2 separate regions of the Lactuca sativa genome follow, and region 2 is linked to region 1. The links are chromatin contacts, called in public Hi-C maps. All regions are on one chromosome and are shown on one strand. Each heading gives the region's core, a stretch centred on a gene start, on an enhancer-like site or on the middle of the called end of the contact. The rest is flanking DNA. Distances are from core to core; before and after follow the strand shown.

Region 1 (6,205 bases), core at 2,485-4,984:
GTATAATGCATAAACATATAAAACCAATAATTTGATGTCCACAAAGTTTAAACATTGAAAAACAGTGAAGAAACCGCAAACGGCTCGTTGTTTTGGCGTTCGCTGCTTGTATCCAACTATCCAAGCCCTATTAAAACGGGTCAATTCGGTTTTAACTGGTTCGACATAAGCGGTTGAACCGCGGTTTAGGGGAAACCCGACCGGTTTGATCCGATCCGTATTTTTATAAAAAAAAACGCTCTCAATTGACCCGTCTTCTATCCCGGGTCACGGTCCAACCGGTTGAACCGGCCAGGTTGACCCGGGTTTTAAAACATTGCCAAATATCGAAAAACCTATGGTGTAGAAACATGAAAAATGAAACATTGATTTATAATAGAAAACTTAGTCATCGTTTACGTATTGGAATTAATAAGACTCTTTCAAATTATAAATATAATATGCTTTCTATTGTCTATATGTTATATCTTTTTTTTTAGTTCTCTTTATTTTTTTTACCAAACACATTAACGTAGGTAATTTAAAATACTTAAGGGTTTTATTTATTTATTTTATTTATTTATTTTGTTTTTATAACTTGTACACTTATTATATTTAGATTGGACAAGTAACCCACCTTTAAACAATATAGTCTCACCCTTGATAACGGGTGTATGTACATCCATTTTTCTTGTTTAGTATCACCTATGAAGACTTTTGGAAAACACCTGTAGACATTTTAAATCTTGTTTAGTATCACCTATGAAGACTTTTGGTCCACATTTTCATGAAAACAAATAACATCAAAATCTCTTAATCTCACCGAAGCAAAGTTGTCGATAGAAGATCTTCCGCATGATCTATGAGAAGCAGATATCGAGTTTGATTTTAAAGAGGTGTGGAGGCTTTCTTTTTCGTTCGATTTGAATGACACGTGATTTAGGTCTGATTTCATTAGGTTCGTTGGGTTCAGCAGAGATAGGCTCAGCAGGGGGCATTCGATGATCCAAATTTAAAGACCCAATGCTTTCCCTGGGCCCAAAAGACTCTTCTGGATTTCCTCTGATGGATCCAACCCATTACCAAATGTTCCAAACTTCTAATCACCATAAAGAAATTAGGATACTACAACCGAAACGCCATTCCTATAATTTTAATCCAAGTCTTTGCAATTTGCATTGTCACATACTAGGGCTGTCAAATCGGATAGTTATGTCGTGTTTTTGTCTGACATGACACGACACGACAATGTTTTGTATAACACGACAAGGTTTTGTATAACACGAACACGACACGACACGATGTCGTGTTTTTTTTCATTAATACAAAAACGAACAAATTAAAACACGACAACACGACACGACAAATATAATATTACATAACTATTAGTGTATTTCGTTCATACTTAAAGCTATATAACACGACAAAAACGACAAACTCGAAAAACATGACAACCACATGCTTAATCGTGTCGATTTATGAACACGAACACGAGACGACATCGTGTTTTTTAATCTTGACACAAACACAAATTCAAATTTTGATTTTGTCTCGATTTCGTTTCGTCTTATGTATTTTTGTCGTGTCGTGTCATAAATTGACACCCCTATCACATACCCTAAGCCACGATATAACCAAGTACTCTAGTAGTTTTTATTTTATTTTCTGTTAGAAATTTCTTTTGCTTGGCATGTATCTCCAAAATACATATAATCATACAGGATCTGAATTTTTAAGAGATGATAATTTTTAAAATCTAATCTTTTAAGAGATCAGAGTGGGAGGGAAAATGGACGCACAGAAAGAGAAGCGGAAAAAAAGTTTTCGAAAAATTAGCGTATATCCAAAACCTGCTCTTTTTTTTTATATATATTTAGATACGACTCATTCTTTTAAAAATTAAGAGGCTATGACAATGAGAGATAAAAATTAGGAGGCTAGTATATGCTCTTAATCTCTTAATTAAAAAAATTAAGAGACTACCACACGACCTTTAATATATCTAATTGCAATGACATAATACATGTCTTTGAGCATGGACAGAACCTTGTCGAACATTACCAACTCTTTGACTTCTCCAATGAGACATCTCTTAAGATTTCTATCATGCTCTCACTCTTGATGTTTTTAAAATGATAATTATTGTTTTCAAGGTAATATAATTTTTTTCTTAATCTAGTTTTATTTTAATATTTTTTTTATTTAATGTTATGTATACCCATTGTTATTGTTGTTTAATTTAGAATATTGGTCTTTTCGACATTTTCAATTATTTAAAAGATAGTTTTCCAACCTTTTATATAACAAATAATGATTTTAACTTTTTAATTAACAAATAATGATGTTTAACCTTTTAATTAACAGATGAAGATAATTAATAAAATCTAAATTTATCACTTTTTTGTTATTAAAAATGAATAAATAAACATTCTCAAGCAATTAAAATGCTTTCAGTTAAGTTTTTGGATGTGATGAACAAAAAATTCAAATTAATGTAGATACATAAATAGATATATAATTATATATGCAGTTTGTCAAATCAACATGGTTAAAAAAACAAAAAAAAATGGCAAATTTTACCATTCACGTAATAAAATCCAACAAAATAAATTTAATTTCGAAAAATAATCAAGAAAAGAATACGAAAAATCAAGAACAACAAGAGTATCTGGTTTGATCTTGCTTAGATCCAGCATCACCATCATTTGGAAGAGTGACCCTGTTTAAAGATAACTCGGCTTTATATGAATCTGAATTCAAAACTTTTCTGCTAACATTGTTGTAAATCTCACGAATCACCATTTCAAAAGCTGTTTTCACATTTGTTGAATCGAGTGCTGATGTTTCCATGAAGAACAATCCGTTTTTTTCTGCAAGGTTCTTGCCATCTTCAACAGACACAGCTCTGATGTTGTTCAGATCGCATTTGTTTCCCACTAACATTCTTGCCACTGTTGTCTCTGAATGAGCTGCATTATAAGGAATGAAATCTGTTAAAGGAATTGGAATTTGAAATTGGATATGACAAATTCAGGATTTGAACTGGAAGATCCCAAATTATGAATCCAATCAGAGTTTTTCTACATGGGATTAAATCACATCACCTCAGATTCATGTGATCATGTCCATAAGTGTTCAAATTCAGTCAAAAACATTTTCAAAACACTTGTATGCATCTCGATCTAGCTAGAAACGATTCAAATGAATTGATCCAAAGCACATAATGAACGAATTAAGCTAAAGCAAAACGAGATCAGATCGTAGTAAATTAAACTCACTATTGAGCTCCTCGAGCCATCGGGAGACGCTATCGAATGTGGTGCTCCGGGAAATATCGTAAACAATTAGGGCACCAACGGCACCACGGTAGTAAGCGGAGGTGACTGCACGGAAGCGTTCCTGGCCTGCGGTGTCCCAAATCTGAGCCTTGACCTCCTTCCCGTCGATTTCCATGCTCTGAGTTTGAAACTCGACTCCGATTGTAGCTTTGGAATGCATATTGAACTCATTTCGAGCGTAACGAGATAGCAGGTTTGATTTTCCGACTGCTGAGTCTCCGATGATGACTACTTTGAACAAGTACTCCTCTCCTTCGTCGTCCGATGAGTCCATTTTTGTGGAGTTGTGATCTGTTGGTGAAATTAAGAAAGATTTGGGGTTTAATTGTTTGATTGAATTTGTAATTTTGTAGTTGTGATTCTGATTTGGGAGGGTGGACAGCAAGAAACGGTTGAAGAAAGGCTGGCAGAGTTGCAGAGACAGAGATGCTTTTATTATTGGACCCCATTTTCGGCCGCCAAATTACTCAAAAAAATTATAAAGAAAAAAGAAAATGCAAATTTCCTCCATATGATATTTAATAAAATATTTTTAATTTCACAAGAAGTCAATCTTTCACCACTATTTCGTTCTATATTTGTTACTTTTCAATAAAAATGCTATACATAAAAGATATTAAAAAAAAAACACCACTAACAATGAAAGATAATCCCAATTGGAATGAGGTATGAGAGGTAATGATGTGGTCGTGTTTTTTTTTTTTTTTTTTTAAATATATATTTTATTATATACCTCTTCTATTTTATTCTAATTGGAATTACCAATGAGTTTGCTATTATAATGATAACGTGTAAATAGGAGAATAGAAAATTAAGTCATGTTACTTCATCAAGAAGCATAGAATAACACAGAGAATAAAACATAATACTAAACTAAACAAATAAAGTGTTTCAAATTAAATTAAACACAAATAGTTTTCCAAACAACTTAAAAACCCAATTGTTATCTACCATTAGAAGCCTTAGACTCTACCAAGATACCATCGGATCCCTTCTCACTCTTGTCCATTGAAATCCTAAACAAGAATCCTCACATTCTCATATACATTTTACCACATTTAGTTATCTATGTATTTCTCATATGATTAGCATTTTATGCAACTCTCAATTTTGTGTTATCACAACATAAATACCAATTGGGTTATAATACTAATTGTTTTCCTTACTATGAAAGATAAAGTTTTTCATTAATCATTTAAATGGTAGATCCACGATATAAGCTTCAATGACTCCTTCGAATAGTTCATTGGGATGAGTTGTTTTCGACATTTTTGGGATCATTTGCATGACAAAGATTGATGTAAAAAATTTAATACATCCGAGAGCATATAAGATATTGTTGGTAATTCTAATATCCAATAATGATTTATGTGAGCTAACATTTATATTTGATGTTGTGAAAATGTCAGTTGGGTTCCTTTATGATGTTACCTTCCAAATGATCGATCGGATACATCAAGTAGCGTGACACAACGCCATGAATCCAATCGAAAAAATTATGTTCAAGCCTAATGTTATAGATGAACTTTATGAAGGCTATCCATTAACAAGCTTATGGGGCCTATGTAGATTGTTATGACGAGTGCTTGAATTTTTTTTGTCTTGTAGCGAGAGGCACCAGAAGTAATATTCATTAAAAAATTCACATAATTTACCAAAGGATATTATCTGTAGTTGAGACTTGAGATTGATCTAAAATGGGCTAGTTCCATGAAAAGTTTTTTATGTCTACATGTTCCAAAAATAAAATTAGTTAATGAATAATAAGAGGGCGTGAGAAAGGGTGCAAAATGGTCATTTTAGGTATTTAGATTTCGTTTGACTATTGTTAAAGGACTATCACGACAATAGTTAGAACATTTGAAAATATTGTGAAAATATGCATACTTTTGCTTAAATAGATTGTTACGATGAATGCGATACAATATAATTAATCGGACCCACGAAGAAATAGATCATTCAAATAAGATTTTTCAAAGTTTCATGAAAGATCTCCTAAAATATCTTCAAAATAGTCTAGGAGTACGTTCAAACAGACTTTATCATTAACTTCATTCTCACTTGGTTGAGCATATTTGATCAAATAGTGATGACGGATAAAAACATTACTACATTGTAATTTTTTTTTTCTTGCTATAATGAGAAACTATGATTTATGTACTAGTTAAACTTCCAACATATTCATTTATATAAAAAAATGGTAAATACGATATAAATTGAAATTAATATGACCATAAGTCCATAAATAAGTTAAGAATTTTGCTTTTATTATAACGAAAATATATTAAGAACTTCGGTTGTTGAATTGATGCAAATTGACATAAAGATTATAAAAATGATATATCTTTTCCCTTTTGCACTAACCTTCCACTTGGGTAGCTCTTTGCTAACAAGTAATTTATCTGTTTTACATTAAAGTTGACTATCGGGTATGAGTGGATTGTTTTGTTAGGATTCAATATTCGGACCTTGGATAATACTTGATTATTTAAATTTGATTTTAATTTTAAAAAATTCAGAATCAAACGTTCACATCAAGTTTAAGACCTAAAAGATTGGTAAGAATTTTTCGAAAAGTCAGAAGTCAGAAAGCATGCTGGAGTTGGTAAACTAAATACATCCAGTCAAAATTGTTGTCTGCATATAAGAATTGTCAACGATTCTTTTACTGACCCGATCCGACCCGATTCGACAACTCAATCAATTTGTGCTTCCTTCTTGTCATCAATAATTCAAAACGACTCCAAATTTAGAGGTAATTTTGGTGTCTTCACCTGTCGAATCGGTTACTAGTCAACACTCTATACCCGATTACTGAAGTTTCAAAGTCTCAACTTGGTATTAAATTCACGCGTTTATGGTATTTGATCCAATTGGTTCATCTTGAT
Region 2 (6,205 bases), core at 1,868-4,367, 580 kb before region 1:
ATGAAGTTTTTAGCGTTGCAAGGTTACGCCCCGCGTAATGAGGAGTACGCCCCGTGTACTCGCATGGGTCAGCCTTGTTGAGTTGATTCGACTGGGTTGACTCATTTGACTTTGTGGGTTTACTAGTGGACTTTAACTTTGACTTTGATCGAGTTTGACCAAGTTTGACCTTGAGGGTATTTTTCGTTTTGATGGAATTTGTCATTTAATGGAAATAGGTATCGGTTAGAGAGCTGAGATTTGGAGTTGGGCCTTATCAGTTCTATTCAATTTGCGAGGTGAGTTTTCCTCACTGCTCTTATGGGTCGAAGGCACCAAGTCCAACCCTTTGGATTGTTATCTTGGTTTATCGTATGATTTTGTACTGTAGTGATTTGTTAGATCTGTACCCTGGTAGATAGGATGTTAGCATGCGGTAGTGATCTCTAAATCTGCCTGTTTGTCTGATGCCTAGTTATATGTTTATTATTTATGTGTATGTCAACATGTCATGGTTGGTTAGGTTGAAGCGGTCCCGCTTTGTGCCGAAGGCCAAGACATCCAGGGCGGACTAGATAGACTGTAGGCCCTACGAGGCGGTCCAGTTAGGCCGAAGGACCGGAGGACGGTCCAGATATGCTGAAGGCCCGGTGCGGCGGACCAATCATGTTAAAGGTCATGTGAGCGGTCCAAATAGGCCGAAGGCCTGTAAGGGGTCCAGTCATGCTGAAGGCTCTGTGTGCATGTTGTTTTATATGTGTTATTTGTTTGTATGTTGATACTTTAGGGGACCTCACTAAGTTTTGGGCTGACAATTTTGGGTTATGTTTCAGGTACCTCAGATGATCGCGGGAAGGCGGAGGTGTAATCATGCACCTCCCCGTGTTTTGTTTTATGATTTTGGGAAAACTCTGATATTAAACATGTTTTGAAAACTATTTTGTAAACAATGATGATTTCTGGATTGGTTTTAAACGTTCAAAATTCTCTTGAATTTTATGGATGCTACAACTTGCTACCAAAAGCTTTGAAGAAGGAATTCAAGATTGTTTACTACAATAATCATCAAGGTAAATTTTCATCCTTATAAATTAGGTGTCATATACAAAAAGTTTTGTAGGATGATAGTTCATAGTATGTTGCCTTTACGTGAAAGACATAGATCCTTCGTAGGTTGCATGTGCCCTAATCATTTAACTGTTAAATGTTTTTCTGTTTAATGTGTCAACAAACTTTTCCTATCATTTTTTAACAAAGCATAATTGGTACGCATTGGCTACGACATAGCTGCACAACATTGTTTTTACTTGAGCTGGATCTTTAAATCTCATACCAAGTATGAGATTTTGTTTCTTCCAGTATGTTGACTCATTAAAAATGACATGAACTTGACTTCTGGGTTCACTTCCGTCCTCATCTTCTACATCATAGTTGGTATCCTCCTGCTCCCCCTCTTCTTGGGAACACAAGTTAGTCAAGAATTCATCATTACATGTCCTATTCATAATAATTATTTCCTCATTAAAATCCACTATCACATCCATAGGGTACCTATATCATCATCCCCACCACTAATGTAAGAGTCATGGTCATCATCTCCTCCTTCTGACTCAAACATATCATCTATTCCATCATCAATATGGTCCATATAAAAGGGATATTTGACCATCAATTCCATATGCATCAAAGATGGAACCTGCATATTCCATTTCATTCTAGATAGGTATAAGGCCACTCAAAAGGGGATCACCTGGCTCATTTTAGTATAACTTCTTACAATGTAGTTGCATGCAACGTTCGAGAAAAGTAATACATTTTGAGCGTGTCATACCGGAAAAATCATGATCTGTGAAGATGAATTTCATACTGTTAGTGTAAAATAAAGGACGATGAATAAACACCCCCTTAAAGTTCAGTTCAACTAACGAAAATATCGCATTGGGGTTCGAGGCTGACATAACTTCTTCTTCCTCCTACTTCACTTTGATCTGTGGAGGAATTGTAAACCACAACTCTGGTCGAAGGTTTTGGAGTATTGCTAATGAAAATGAAGACTACGAGTTGAACTTAAGTCCCTCTCAATTACACTCAACTCGTCTCATTTAAGTTGATAAATATGTGTAATTGCTATCGTGACCTACAATTTTCTTTTTATTCGTTTTTCTAATTAACACGTAAGCAAAGTAATCGGTTCATCTAATATTCTTGGTCAAAATGGCGTAGTTGACGGATAATTTGAAAGTTGAGGGATTAATTGCGCCAAAAAAAACTTGAGTGACCAGTCTGGGAAAAAACCAAAACTTAGTTGTGCTACAATGTCAATTTCCCGTTATTAAATGTCTCCTTCGAAAATATGTCACCAAGTATTACCTTCGAAAATTATATTAAATCTTCAAAACTTTTTTTGAAAAATGATTGGTTATTATATGTCCCCAAATATGTCACCAAGTAGTACCTTCTTAAATTACTTGTTATTTTTGAAAAATGATTGGTTATTATATGATATGTGTTTCTTTTACATGATCGATGTGTCAATATCCATATAGTCCATGTGTCAATATCCATATACAATAATTCTTAAATAATTTGTGGTCGTTCTTGTAATTATATATTATAGTTAATCATTTTGTGCGAATAATTATGCTTTGAATTAATTTTTAATGTTTGAACATCACAATAATTATTTTTAGAAAAAAAAAGAAAAAATCTCTAAAAACCATTTTATGTTCTAAGGTTTGATTAAATTAATGCTTCGTAACTATTTTATGTTATGGTTTTTTAAAAAAAAAATTAATAAGTTTTATATGAGATCATTCAATTGGTTTTAATAGATATTTTCAATAAAAACACATTGATGTATCCTAGTTTTAATTAAAATACATTGCAATAAAATGGTTATGAAATTAATTATTGCTATGAAATGGCTATGTAATATTAATTTTGGCAAAATCAGAATATTAAATGATTTTAATAAATAAAAATATAATATAAGAACTTTTTTGATTATTGAGAAATAACATCTTGAGTTTTTACGAGGTTAAGAAAAACACATCCATAAACGCCCTTAAATTGTAAAGATGTAAGGTATTAATTGCAACTTGCTTTAAGTTAAAGGGTGAAAATTGAATTTTTAGTCATCAGAAGAACGTTAGAGGAAACTCCATCGTCCCCATTTCGATTTCAAATTATTTCCTCTTTCAAAACCCTCTCCAACGGCTAATTTTCTCATTCTCTCTCTACAGTCCCCCCTCTCTACTCTGTAGGATAATCCTTTTCTCTACACACTGGATTAGGGTTTGTGAAGATGAAGAAGCCACCTAGAAGCCCGATATTGAGAGAGACTTCTTTCGATATGCCACCACAAAACCCTAGTTCAATGAAGCAGAATAGATCTTCAAATCGAAAACAGAAATCTTCCAAGGAAAATGCTCCGCCTTCCAATACGAACGTCATTCCAGATTCCTCTCATAATCCTTCTTTCACTGGTAAACCCTCTCCCTCAGTTGCTAGTAAATTGAAATCCCTGCTCCCACCGAGACCTCCTTCATCAAATCCTCTCAAGCGGAAGCTTGGTACTGAGTTTCAACCTGAAAATGGTGTCTCTGGATCTTCTGATACAGGGGTTAAGGTATGCATTTTTAAACCCTAATCCAGTGTTTTTTTTTTTGCTGGAAAATGTTTACAGTTTGCAGCCTTACAAAATGTCAGCTGAATCTGAAGTTTTTCTTTAGGTTATTGTAAGAGTGCGACCACAGAGTAAAAATGAAGAGGGAGAAACGATTGTTCAGAAGACTTCTGGTGATTCATTGTCGATACTTGGACAACAATTTACTTTTGATCATGTAGCAGACACAACCGCAACTCAGGCAAGTGGATTGTTCTTGTTAATTTAGTTTCCTTTTATATAAAAAACTCAGATTTTTTACTAATATTCTCGCCAAATGGTTTTTTCTTTCAGATAGATATATTCCAGCTTGTGGGAGCTCCTCTTGTTGAGAATTGTCTTGCTGGATTCAACAGTTCTATATTTGCATATGGACAGGTATCATTTCGTGTTTCCTTCATAGAAATAAGCTTTTAACGCTCCTATTTGTCTTAATTCATCACTGTACATTTGATTTTCATAGACTGGTAGTGGAAAGACCTTCACAATATGGGGACCCACCAATGCATTGTTGGAAGAAAATTCATCTAGCGATGAACAAGGCTTGACACCCAGAGTTTTTGAACGACTATTTTCTCGCATAAATGAGGTAACTTTACACATCTTTTTTATGGGTCCCAACCCCTTCTTACCTTGAAAAAGCAGGGTCAATTATGTAACTTTATCTCATGATTTACTTATTTCTTGTAGGAACAAGATAAACATGCTGACAAACAACTTATGTATCAGTGTCGCTGCTCTTTTCTTGAGGTAATAATCAATATGATCATTTATGATTGTTTGTTCTCACTTCATACTGATCCCAAAACATTTTATTTTCAGATATACAATGAACAAGTTACTGATTTGCTGAATCCATCACAAAAAAACCTTCATTTAAGAGAAGATACCAAAACCGGTGTTTATGTTGAAAATTTAACCGAATCTTCTATTTGCAATATGAAAGATGTGACAGAACTTCTCAAAAAGGTGTGTGATTTGTCAATTATCACTTTTATATGGTATCTTCTGCATTTGACTAATAGTCAAACACATTCAGAAAGCATATAATTTTCTAGAAATCTCGTTGATAATATAAAAATTATGCAGGGTTTGTCAAATAGGAAGACTGGAGCAACAAGTATAAATATAGAAAGTTCCCGCTCACACAGTGTATTCACTTGTGTTGTTGAGTCACGCTGCAAGGTAATAATAAGATTGTAATAATTGTAATGCGAAAGGGCATAATTGTAATTTGTAAATTCCCATTGTTTAGAGCATGGATGGATTGAGCTGCTTGAAAACAAGTCGAATGAATCTTGTTGACCTTGCTGGATCAGAGAGACAAAAGTCAACTGGTGCAGCTGGAGATCGTTTGAAAGAAGCTGGAAATATCAACCGGTCACTTTCACAGCTAGGGTATATTTGTCATTCAACTAAAATATGTATTTACATAAATATAAAAGTATTTATATTTATGGATGTTGGATTGACAGAAACTTGATCAACATTCTAGCTGAAGTATCACAAACAGGAAAGCAAAGGCATATTCCTTACAGAGATTCCAAATTGACATTTTTGTTGCAGGAATCTCTTGGTGGAAATGCAAAACTTGCTATGATTTGTGCCATTTCTCCAGCACAAAGGTATGAAAAGTTGTTATAAGATTTGCTATAATAGACAAATGACAAAATGACAAATCTACCCTTTTTTATTTCAGTTGTAGAAGTGAGACATATAGTACATTAAGATTTGCTCAACGTGCAAAAGCTATAAAAAACAAAGCAGTTGTTAATGAACAAATGCAAGATAACGTGAATACATTGCGTGAAGTGATACGTCAATTAAGGGTATGTTTTTTTTATCTCCTTTTTGTATTAAGTTGGAGGAATTAATAAAAACTAACTTGGGATTTTTTTATTTTTTTTATAAAAGGATGAACTTGTACGTGTAAAGGCAACAGGAAACCAAGGTGACACGTGTGGAGGGTATTCAACAGGGTGGAATGCTCGAAGAAGTTTGCATCTTTTGAAATTTACCCTCAATTGTCCAATGATTTTACCTCGTGTAGATGATGATGGAGATGAAGAAATGGAAATTGTTAAAATGGAAGAAGATAAAGTTTCTGAGGATATTACTGATGTTAAAATGGCAATTGTTCCATCTACTACTGAAGATAATCAAGATTCTTTAAGTGTTTTGACTGAAATACCCCCAGTCCTGAAGTCGCCAACTCCAAGTGTTTCACCAATAACTGAAAACAACAGTAGTAGGAAAAGTTTGAGAACTTGTACAATGTTAACTGCTTCTCAAAAGGAACAAGAAACTAGGGTTTTTAAGGATCTTGAAAATCAGCTTGAAAACCATTTTGCAAAAAAATTGAATCACAATTTGGCTAAGAGTCTACATCGTGGTCTTGAAGTGATTGATAAAAACCGAAAAACTTCTGCTTATGAAAGATTGTCTTTCAAGTTTTGTTATAAATCTTTAGATAGTAAGCCAAAATTGGTGAGAAAAGACATTGGTGTCCAAACTCTCAATGAAAAGAAGTTAGAAGAAGAAGAAGAGAAAGTGTTTTTATGC

Evidence for each region. A called contact is a pair of places that touch in the nucleus more often than the background predicts.
Region 2: a Hi-C map of seed shows a contact between it and region 1, with 6 times the contacts expected there. The contact joins the promoter of LOC111896985 here to the promoter of LOC111896908 in region 1. A contact is called at or near these places in 4 of 4 Hi-C or Micro-C datasets (bud, leaf and seed).

Annotation. Positions count from the first base shown.
Region 1 is chr1:88,662,564-88,668,768 of Lsat_Salinas_v11, reverse strand. LOC111896908 (ras-related protein RABA5c) reads right to left here and starts at 3,734. Exons shown (of 2, transcript XM_023892876.3): 1 at 3,258-3,734; 2 at 2,452-2,948. The coding sequence starts at 3,591. The coding sequence ends at 2,629. It overlaps LOC111896907 (MACPF domain-containing protein At1g14780), which reads left to right and starts at 6,054. Exons shown (of 7, transcript XM_023892875.3): 1 at 6,054-6,205.
Region 2 is chr1:89,243,256-89,249,460 of Lsat_Salinas_v11, reverse strand. It overlaps LOC111896985 (kinesin-like protein KIN-12B), which reads left to right and starts at 3,117. Exons shown (of 15, transcript XM_023892961.3): 1 at 3,117-3,607; 2 at 3,711-3,845; 3 at 3,938-4,021; 4 at 4,107-4,232; 5 at 4,334-4,393; 6 at 4,466-4,612; 7 at 4,733-4,828; 8 at 4,899-5,041; 9 at 5,119-5,268; 10 at 5,343-5,472; 11 at 5,558-6,205. The coding sequence starts at 3,284.